Regions from separate parts of the Rattus norvegicus genome. Here regions 1 and 2 are each linked to region 3. Evidence: chromatin contacts called from public Hi-C data. All regions are on one chromosome and are shown on one strand. The core of a region is the stretch at or near the end of the contact, and the rest is flanking DNA. Distances in the headings are between cores, read along the strand shown.

What was found. A called contact is a pair of places that touch in the nucleus more often than the background predicts.
Region 1: a contact with region 3 is called in a Hi-C map of Schwann cells, with 7 times the contacts expected there. The contact joins two enhancer-like sites. A contact is called at or near these places in 3 of 12 Hi-C or Micro-C datasets (the A7r5 cell line, the Rat2 cell line and Schwann cells).
Region 2: a contact with region 3 is called in a Hi-C map of Schwann cells, with 6 times the contacts expected there. The contact joins the promoter of Ccdc146 here to the enhancer-like site in region 3. A contact is called at or near these places in 6 of 12 Hi-C or Micro-C datasets (the A7r5 cell line, the Rat2 cell line, Schwann cells and 3 more).

What each region holds. Positions count from the first base shown.
Region 1 is chr4:14,720,913-14,723,612 of GRCr8, reverse strand. Gsap (gamma-secretase activating protein) reads left to right here. Exons shown (of 31, transcript NM_001395028.2): 20 at 256-384; 21 at 1,096-1,154; 22 at 1,801-1,832. Among named protein-coding and RNA genes, the nearest start is that of Gsap, 78 kb to the left of the region's middle. Within about 2 kb of position 1,427, at least 16 of the 93 cell types and tissues checked have an H3K27ac peak or open chromatin away from gene starts, as enhancers often do. A contact at or near this core is called in Schwann cells, where this site is marked.
Region 2 is chr4:14,554,073-14,556,772 of GRCr8, reverse strand. It overlaps Ccdc146 (coiled-coil domain containing 146), which reads right to left and starts at 1,363. Exons shown (of 19, transcript NM_001419502.1): 1 at 1,265-1,363. It overlaps Fam185a (family with sequence similarity 185, member A), which reads left to right and starts at 1,606. Exons shown (of 8, transcript NM_001395612.1): 1 at 1,606-2,265. The coding sequence starts at 1,857.
Region 3 is chr4:14,638,789-14,641,488 of GRCr8, reverse strand. All of the region lies in intron 4 of Ccdc146 (coiled-coil domain containing 146), which reads right to left. Among named protein-coding and RNA genes, the nearest start is that of Fgl2, 32 kb to the right of the region's middle. Within about 2 kb of position 1,353, at least 10 of the 93 cell types and tissues checked have an H3K27ac peak or open chromatin away from gene starts, as enhancers often do. A contact at or near this core is called in Schwann cells, where this site is marked.

The DNA.
Region 1 (2,700 bases), core at 178-2,677, 82 kb before region 3:
AGTACAGAGCCAAACCCACCCGGAAGTCCTTAGTTTTGGGAAATGAACTGTAGTTCTCTCTATTGTAAACAGGAAGAGAAAAGAAGAAGAGAGGCTAGGCTCTTGATTTGCAAATTCTCATGGGTGACCCTGTTCTGTGAAACATGGAGTTGCTCAGAAATGCCAACACCCGAGAGGCATGGAACGAGATGTGGTCCCTACTACAGGAGAGACCACGGTGCCTGCTTTTCAAGCTAATGCTGTTTTTGTCTCCAGGTCTACAGCTTGAAGGGGTACTGGGCAAAGCTGAACTCCAACCTCGAGTATATTAAGTACACCAAGCCTCACCTGCACTACCACAACAGCGTCGTGAGGAGAGAGTGGCATAACCTGATCTCTGAAGAGGTGAGTCACACACACGGCTAGCAGCAGAGGCTGAGCCGCAAGGCTGGCCCATGCTGGCCATGCTGTCCTCTGTCACCACGCATATCACCCCAGTGAAACCCAGTGGGCAGGGAGGACTGCTCTATACTGCCTGTTCTTTGAGGAGAAGCTGGAGTAATGGAAAGAAGGGACACGTGACTCACTCATAGTAGAAAAGTAATGAGTACGATCACGTCTCAGACATTGTTAGGTTACTTGAATAGCTAAAAGTTTATTAAGAAAAATGTTAGGTGTTCCCCCAGTTAGTGTTTGCCAGAGGTTGGGAGGAGAAAGAGTTGATGAGGCAGACTGTAAAGGGATTGGTCATAGGGGGTGCTCTTTGGGAAAATGAGATAGTTCTGTGTTTTGATCATGGCGGTACACTGTAGTAAAGCTACACACATGGTGAAATGGCCTAGAACTACACACACAGTGTACCATATCCATTTCCTGACTGTGGTATTGTAGTGTGGCTATATCAGACAGAAACATTGACAGAGCTTAGGTGGAATGCCTAGGACCCCTGCACTGCTGCCGTATTGAGTCCTCTGAGAATAAGCAGCTGCTCTTCTTACGTGGGAAATAATATTAGTTTCCAACCCTTAACTATATTGCTATTTGTTCTTGCTACTAACGAAAAAGCTATCCACGAAAATTCAGTCTTCCTCAATCCTCACATGTTCTCACCCCTAGAGAACGGGAAAAAGGAGGTCCACAATGTACGTGAGGAACATTCTTGACAACGCTGTGAAGTGAGTACGATCAGAGGCTGCCTATCGTGGGCCCGGTTGGCTGCCCGCAGGGTATTCTCTCAGTCAACTGCTGCCCTTGGCTTCCTGTAGACCACTGGGCGCTGGGGTGTCTCTCGGGAAATGCCTCTCTAGACACTCAGCCTAAAACTGGCGACTTGTCATGGATAAACGGTCAAGGGGGCTTTTATCAGCGAGTACCTCTGAGAACGGAAGACGCAGCAGGTCGCTTTGTTTGAACGGTTGGTGGGCTGTGTTGGCGGGACCTGCTCTTATTTTGAAAGCGTTTTCTCTGGGTGGATGAGTCATCGCCGAGGGCTGAAAGTGCAGGCCTCATTCCAACCCCTGTTCTGTTTTTAGCCTTCGTTATTTCCAATAACTGAGAGCTTATTTTCTAAATAACCTGCTGTTGTTGGCTCTGAAGGCCTTTGGGATTTGGGGTTGTGTGCCTCTCGGTATACTGATTAAAGTTTTCGGGTAGCCAGAGGACAGTTTCTGCAGTGGTTTTGTGGGGCTTTAAAGGGGAGACATCTCTGCACGGTGCTGTGGATCGAAGGTTTTAACATGATGCTTCTGTTGTAGAGATAAACACTAAAATAAACACTAACTGGGGGAAACACCTAACATTTTTCTTAATAAACTTTTGCAGGGTGATTTCTAACATGGAAATGAAAACATTCGGTAAGAAAGACCTGTGTTAAAGTCCGTGCTTTGCTTGTAACATTTTTCTTCCTAACCAATGGGTTGGCAAGAAAATCACTCCCAGCCACATAATAGGGTGCCATGGATAGCAAACGCTCTTAATATCACCCTGTCACAGTTGCTACATACCATTTCAATATCTGTCTTAGTATCAGGACCTCCAGGGTGAGCCTCTGAGTGTGTTTGCTGATGGAGTCTTCTGGTTTTCCCACTTCTCCTCTCAGCGCTGATCTCTTAGCCTGGCCCCTGGCTGTATCCACCGGGTGCACTTGGTGTTCTCTTGCAGGAGCTGCTGCTTCTCCAGCTGTCTCATTGCATAGAGACTTTGACTTACATGTCCCATCCATTTGGTTCACATCAGGTCTTAACCCTGGGCTTGGTCCCAGGGGAGCAAAGATGGGTCATTGGATAAGCAGTGTGGTTCTGTGGGTGGACACCATCTTGGAGTCTAGAGCCAGCTGCCACATGCCAACCATAAGCGCCTGAACCTTGTCCTTGGGGCTAGCTAGCATGAGGGGAAAGGACAGAGTCCATTAGAGAATACCTAGTCAGTGTCTAGTGTAGGGAACAAGGGGTGTAGGCTGGACCCCTTCCCTTGATGGAGGAGAGAGGGAGTCTTGGGAGGTTTAAGTCTCCACAGGCAAGGAGGTTTACTCTGTGATAATGGAGGGAGAACAGTGAATATACCCAGGCCCAGGCCTTGGCGATATTGATCATGCTTCATGAAGGCTGGCCTCAGGAAACTGTTTTTATCTACTCCTGTCTTATGGGCTTGGATGTTTTTCATACGTGTGGGGACCGTAACGAACATTTAACTTGGAAATGGTGTAGCAGCAAGCCTAACAGC
Region 2 (2,700 bases), core at 114-2,613, 85 kb after region 3:
GTGTTTAGAATCTCTTTTGAATCAACCCTCTTTCACACTAGCTTCTCCCAACATTTTTTTTCCTGCAGAGTCAAGAGTAGGTTTTTCCTCAGTGGAAGTCCTTAAGGACAGGGGGTTTCTCAGACGGCTGACAGAAGGGCTGGGCTGCCACAGTGCCATCACCACTACCATAGTCGTCACTAAGAGAATAACACGGACACTGGCAAGGACTTTATACCTATCGCTCTATCATTCTAGGTTCCAAGAATTGAGAGGGTCACATGTTTGGCTGAGAGTTCCAATCTTTAAAGGTATCATTTTATTTATTTATTTTGTACTCTATTTGAGACAGAGCTCTCAGTATATAGTCCAGGTGGACCTCAGATCTGAGATCCTCCTGCTTAGACTTCCCAAATTCCGAAAAACTACAAGTGAACACCACCACATTAGACTTAGAATTAGTTAAATCTGTATGTGAGGGAATTAGGGAATTATTTGAAGACTGTGGAGAAAGGGGGAGAAGAGTAGGCAAGTATGGATGAAATCATGTCCACAGCCCACATTTTCCATTATCTTTACTGCCTACTGAATAATAAACAGAAAAGAGTTAACTTCTAGAGTTATTTAGCACAGTCTATATATCAAAACTAAGGCCATGAAAATAATCTGACATCTCCTAACATGTCTTATTATCTTAGAGAGGAGGAAGAGAGGGAGAGAGAGAGAGAGAGAGAGAGAGAGAGAGAGAGAGAGAGAGAGAGAGAGATTTTATTTTATCACTAAGGCCAAGGATCAGTTGCAGGGAAAGAGCTCTAGATTGCTCTCTAAACAAGTTCAATTGTCTCCAAATCTCTTAGCAACTTAGAAATATGTCATTCCTAAAATACTTTAATCGTTTTGTAGACCGTACATCTTTGTTGTCCATTGTTTCATTTGATACTTGTGGGAAAAAAGAAAAAAGAAACCTTTAACACGATGCAAGAAAAACGTCATTTTACATGCAAACAGTTAAGACCCTAAGGCAACCAATGACTGACCTAAGGTCACTTACAATTAAGAAAGAGCCAGGATTCTAACACTTTTCCAATCTAGTATTTTCTAAGAGGTAGTTTCCTTAAAGGGCTGAGAAGGGAGGAAACAACAGAATGTGTCTATCCTCTCTTGCTAGGGGGATTCTCTATTCCAAGGGACCCACATTAGTTTGGTGATGTTTGGTTCTAGCCATCTAAAGAGGGTATTCCTAACTTTGAATCTAATTCCCATCTATAAACATGGTGCTTCTTACCCTTTCTTTTTGTCCTGATTCTTATTTTTCTCCGTGTGTTTTGGTCTCTGGGGTCTCACTTCAAAACTCCACCCTCTCCAGAGTCGCGTTCTCCGTATCCAAAGTAACCACACAGCTGAAATATTACCTTTCCATTGGTCAGTTAGATTAAGGTTTTTTTTTTTTCTTTCTCTGATCTCTTGGCCAATGGGCTTGAAGCAACAGGAACGCAACAGGGACTTCTCTACCAATCGGCTCTTGTCACTCTGCCTATTCGTCGCATTGTCTCATGGGATATGTAGTTTCAAAGCTACCAGAACCCCTCAATGTTTGGCTCCTTTAAAACTACATCTCCCGACGGCCTCCGCCAAAGGGGCGGAAATAGGTGGCTAGTCAGGGTCAGGGCTTCAACAGGACGCTTTGACGTTTTAATTTTCCTACCGGCATCGTTTTGAGGCTGAGATTTAAGTCGTTAAGTGCTGTGCTGGGACTTGGCTCGTTCTTCCTCAGCGGAACCGTGCTTACGGTCGCCTTTCTGACTGGCCCGAGGCAGCTCGTGTTTCGGGCTGTCTCAGGACCCGCGAGCCGAGGCTGAAGGGTTCCGAGGGAGAGCATGTTCGGCCGCCTCCCTCCTTGCGCGTCCCGGGTGCGGGCGGGCGCCTTGTTCGGAGCTCTGGGGACCCGGACATGCGGCTCCGGTGGGGCCGAGCGGCGGGGCTCGGTGCCCGCGAACCCTGGGGCCGGCCTGGCACGCGGGGATCTGAGGGAGTGGACGCTGAGGGTGAGCCCGTTTGGGCGGCTGAGGGCGCGGCTCCCATGCCACCTGTCCGTGAGGCCCCTGGATCCCCTCGCGCACCCGGACGGCGACCGCGTGCTAGTGGCGGTGAGCGGCGTGGGGAGCGGGACGCGTGGCCTAGACAGCCTGCAGGTCAAGTATGACGCTGCTCTGCAGGAGATGGCCATTCTGTCAGACGACATTGATCCCGAGGCGTCGGTGGAGGTGAACGCACCCGTCAAATTTGGCAAGTGATGTGAAAACGGGTTTGGGTCGCAAAATACCGTCTCACCTAGTTGGCCCTTTCCGGGGATCTCTTTTCTAAAGCCACACTCCTGGGTTCCTGAGTAGTGTTTAAGCGTTAGATTCCCGATTCCGGAGGAAAATTAAAACTGAATGGAAGCTTGTATTGGAACAATCTGAATCTAATTACATTGTGGAGCCCCATGTTCTTTTTTGTCACAGCCATTAGCATCGTTCAGTGTTGAGGTTTCCTGATAACTATCCAGTGGTTTGGTAGTCCACATCTTGGGGCTCTGGTCCCTAGTCAACTCTATGTATAGAGGCGTCCAGCTAACGTAGGAAAAAATACTTGCTTTCCAACAGGCTCCCAGGAAAGTATGTGTATTCATGTAGGCATGAGTAAATTCTCTGGGAATAACAAACTTTGAAGCAAGACACA
Region 3 (2,700 bases), core at 104-2,603:
CACGCTGTGTCATCTCTTCTCTCTCAAGGACTCTACTGGTGTTGCTAAAATCACCTCACTGAGGGCGAGGGACATAGGACACAGGACTAAGACAAAGTATAATGATACGTTTGCATGAAAACGCCACAATGGAACACATTACTCCTATAATAAATTAGCGTTTATAAACATCACTTCTGATTCTTTGGGCAAGAACAGGAGATAGATTGGTCAGGTACAACGGGACATCAAAGCAGCGATTCAGAAAAGGTCTTTGCTGAGACCAGAGGGGAGAGTTATGGTTCCTCACCCTTGTCCTCTCCTAACTGAGCAAGCCTGCCTGACGGCTGCAATCACTAGTCACTGGAACTGAGTCATCCAGACGCCAGGACATCCCTGCACATGCCCGGCTCAAGTGTCAGAGCTCTCCCAGTCCATACCATGAGGAAGGTCACTGATCAGTCACAGCCTCGCTTCCCCAACTGACCAAGGCTTGCCAGAATATGTCAGAGTCAGACTGAGAGACACATTGTACCGACTGCCCAAATTTTAGGGATTACTGGAAACCAGGGAGACTCAAAAGGCAACAGAAAAGGGGAACATTGGAGAACATATTGGAACTTTTTATCAGAGAAAGCTTTTAGAAAATTAATGACTTCCTTGGTTGCAAAATAAGCTCCCTGCAGCATGAGTTTAACTACCTATTTACCTATATTTACTTAGCTCACTTAAACATGGTACACATTTTCTTCCTGAAGTGTATTTACCAAAAGATCAGCTGTGAGTATGAGCCCTAAACTAAACCTGTGTAACACAGATTTAATTATTAACTAAATCAAAACAAGTTACTGACCATTAGCATCTATTAAAAAGCTTATTCTATGTGAAAACGGTTGTTGGGCCAGAGGCAGAGGCAGAGGCAGAGGCAGAGGCAGAGGCAGAGGCAGAGGCAGAGGCAGAGGCAGAGGCAGAGGCAGAGGCAGAGGCAGAGGCAGAGGCAGAGGCAGAGGCAGAGGCAGAGGCAGAGGCAGAGGCAGAGGCAGAGGCAGAGGCAGAGGCAGAGGCAGAGGCAGAGGCAGAGGCAGAGGCAGAGGCAGAGGCAGAGGCAGAGGCAGAGGCAGGGGGATCTTTGTGTCTTTGAGGCCATCCTGGACTACTTAGTGAGACGCTGTCGCAAACAGTATAAGAAAAGGAAAGCGGCAGATGAGGAGGAGGAGGAGGAGGAGGAGGAGGAGGAGGAGGAGGAGGAGGAGGAGCTGGCAGCGGCAGCAGCCAGGAGGAGAGCAGCCAAAAGAGAAGCAACCTGATGTTGCTCTTGTCAGTGGCCAGTGACTCAGACGTTCCTGAAGATGCTGGGGTGGGGGTGTTGGGCACTTGGTATTGTTAGGTGTATAATGAGAGCTTACTGTGCTGAACTGACAAACATCGTCTGTATGCTTGGATGAATAGCTTTCTCTCCTTGGCTTTGCTTATTTTTATCTATGGGTGGAAATGCCTACTTTTTCCCCGGGCGTGTTGAGTGGATTTATTTCTGTACCATGGACTATCAAGTGTGAAGGCAACGGAGCAAACACAGCCCATTATTCTTGCCTGGAATTCCCTGTGCTAACAAAATTGTCTTTATGGAAATGAGCTTATTAATTCCAGAGCCGTTGATATTTGAGGATACAAGGGGGTCTGCTCAGCCTAAGGTACCACATGCTTTTGGCTGTTCTCATTCGGCGTGAGTGGTAACACAGCATCCTAAGGAGCTGGGGGTGGGGGGAGGACGGTTTGCCTGTCTATACCTAAAAAGCGCACCCCCCCCCAATTCTCCTTTCTTGGCAGGAATACTTGGAAATTTTAAACAATTTAAAAACCAGCTGACTTATGTGTTCCGTACCCTTTCACAAAATGTCACGAATTCCTATTTGCAAGACTAATGAACAAGCCCCAATTGTTTTAGTTTCATTGTCTCTTCGGCTGAAAAGAGTGCTCGTGGAAACAGCTGCTTTCCTTTTATAGTTCTATCTGGAGAGTTTGAACAAGTTTACACTGAAGGACACACAGAGAAAAGCTGCCTGACTTTTTTTCTTTCTGAATAGAATTCTGTTCATTTAAACTGCTTCCTTTATCTAACCCTCAGTTGAAAAACTTAAGCAACAAGGAAAGATCTCAAGATCCGGGGTCCACATGGTTTTCTGGAAGCTGCTCAGGCATTTGTTGTCTCCACGCAGGGCTGAATTGTGTTTGCACTGTCTGAAGTCTACATACTGTTAAAAATAGCCAAAACGCTGCCACCTTAAATAGCAACAGATTCTAGGAGGGCAGGTTGGACTTTCTTCCCAGTACCCAGACGCAGCGCCCAGCACACCACAACTCAAAATTACAGTCACCATGCAGTGGGGCAAGCCGAACTTCATGGAAACAGGACAGGGATTTGGGGAAAAGTTTACCCTCCCACTGGTCCCTGCTTTGCTTCACTAAGTGACTCCCCTCTAGGTCTGAATAAGCCAATGGATCTTCTGTGAGGGTGTCACCTTTTCTTCAGTAAGAGGAGACAAAGGTTAACTTACAGGATCCTGTGGCTGCCGTGTTAGAAGGTAAAGTGGGGGAGATATGACCTAGGTGCCTAGCAGCATGATGGGGTATAGTCAGGAGCCACCACTATCCAGGGGACAGGATGACAGATACAGAGACAAAAGAGGCAGGGGAGCAAGGAGGTGCCAAGTCCTTGCTCTG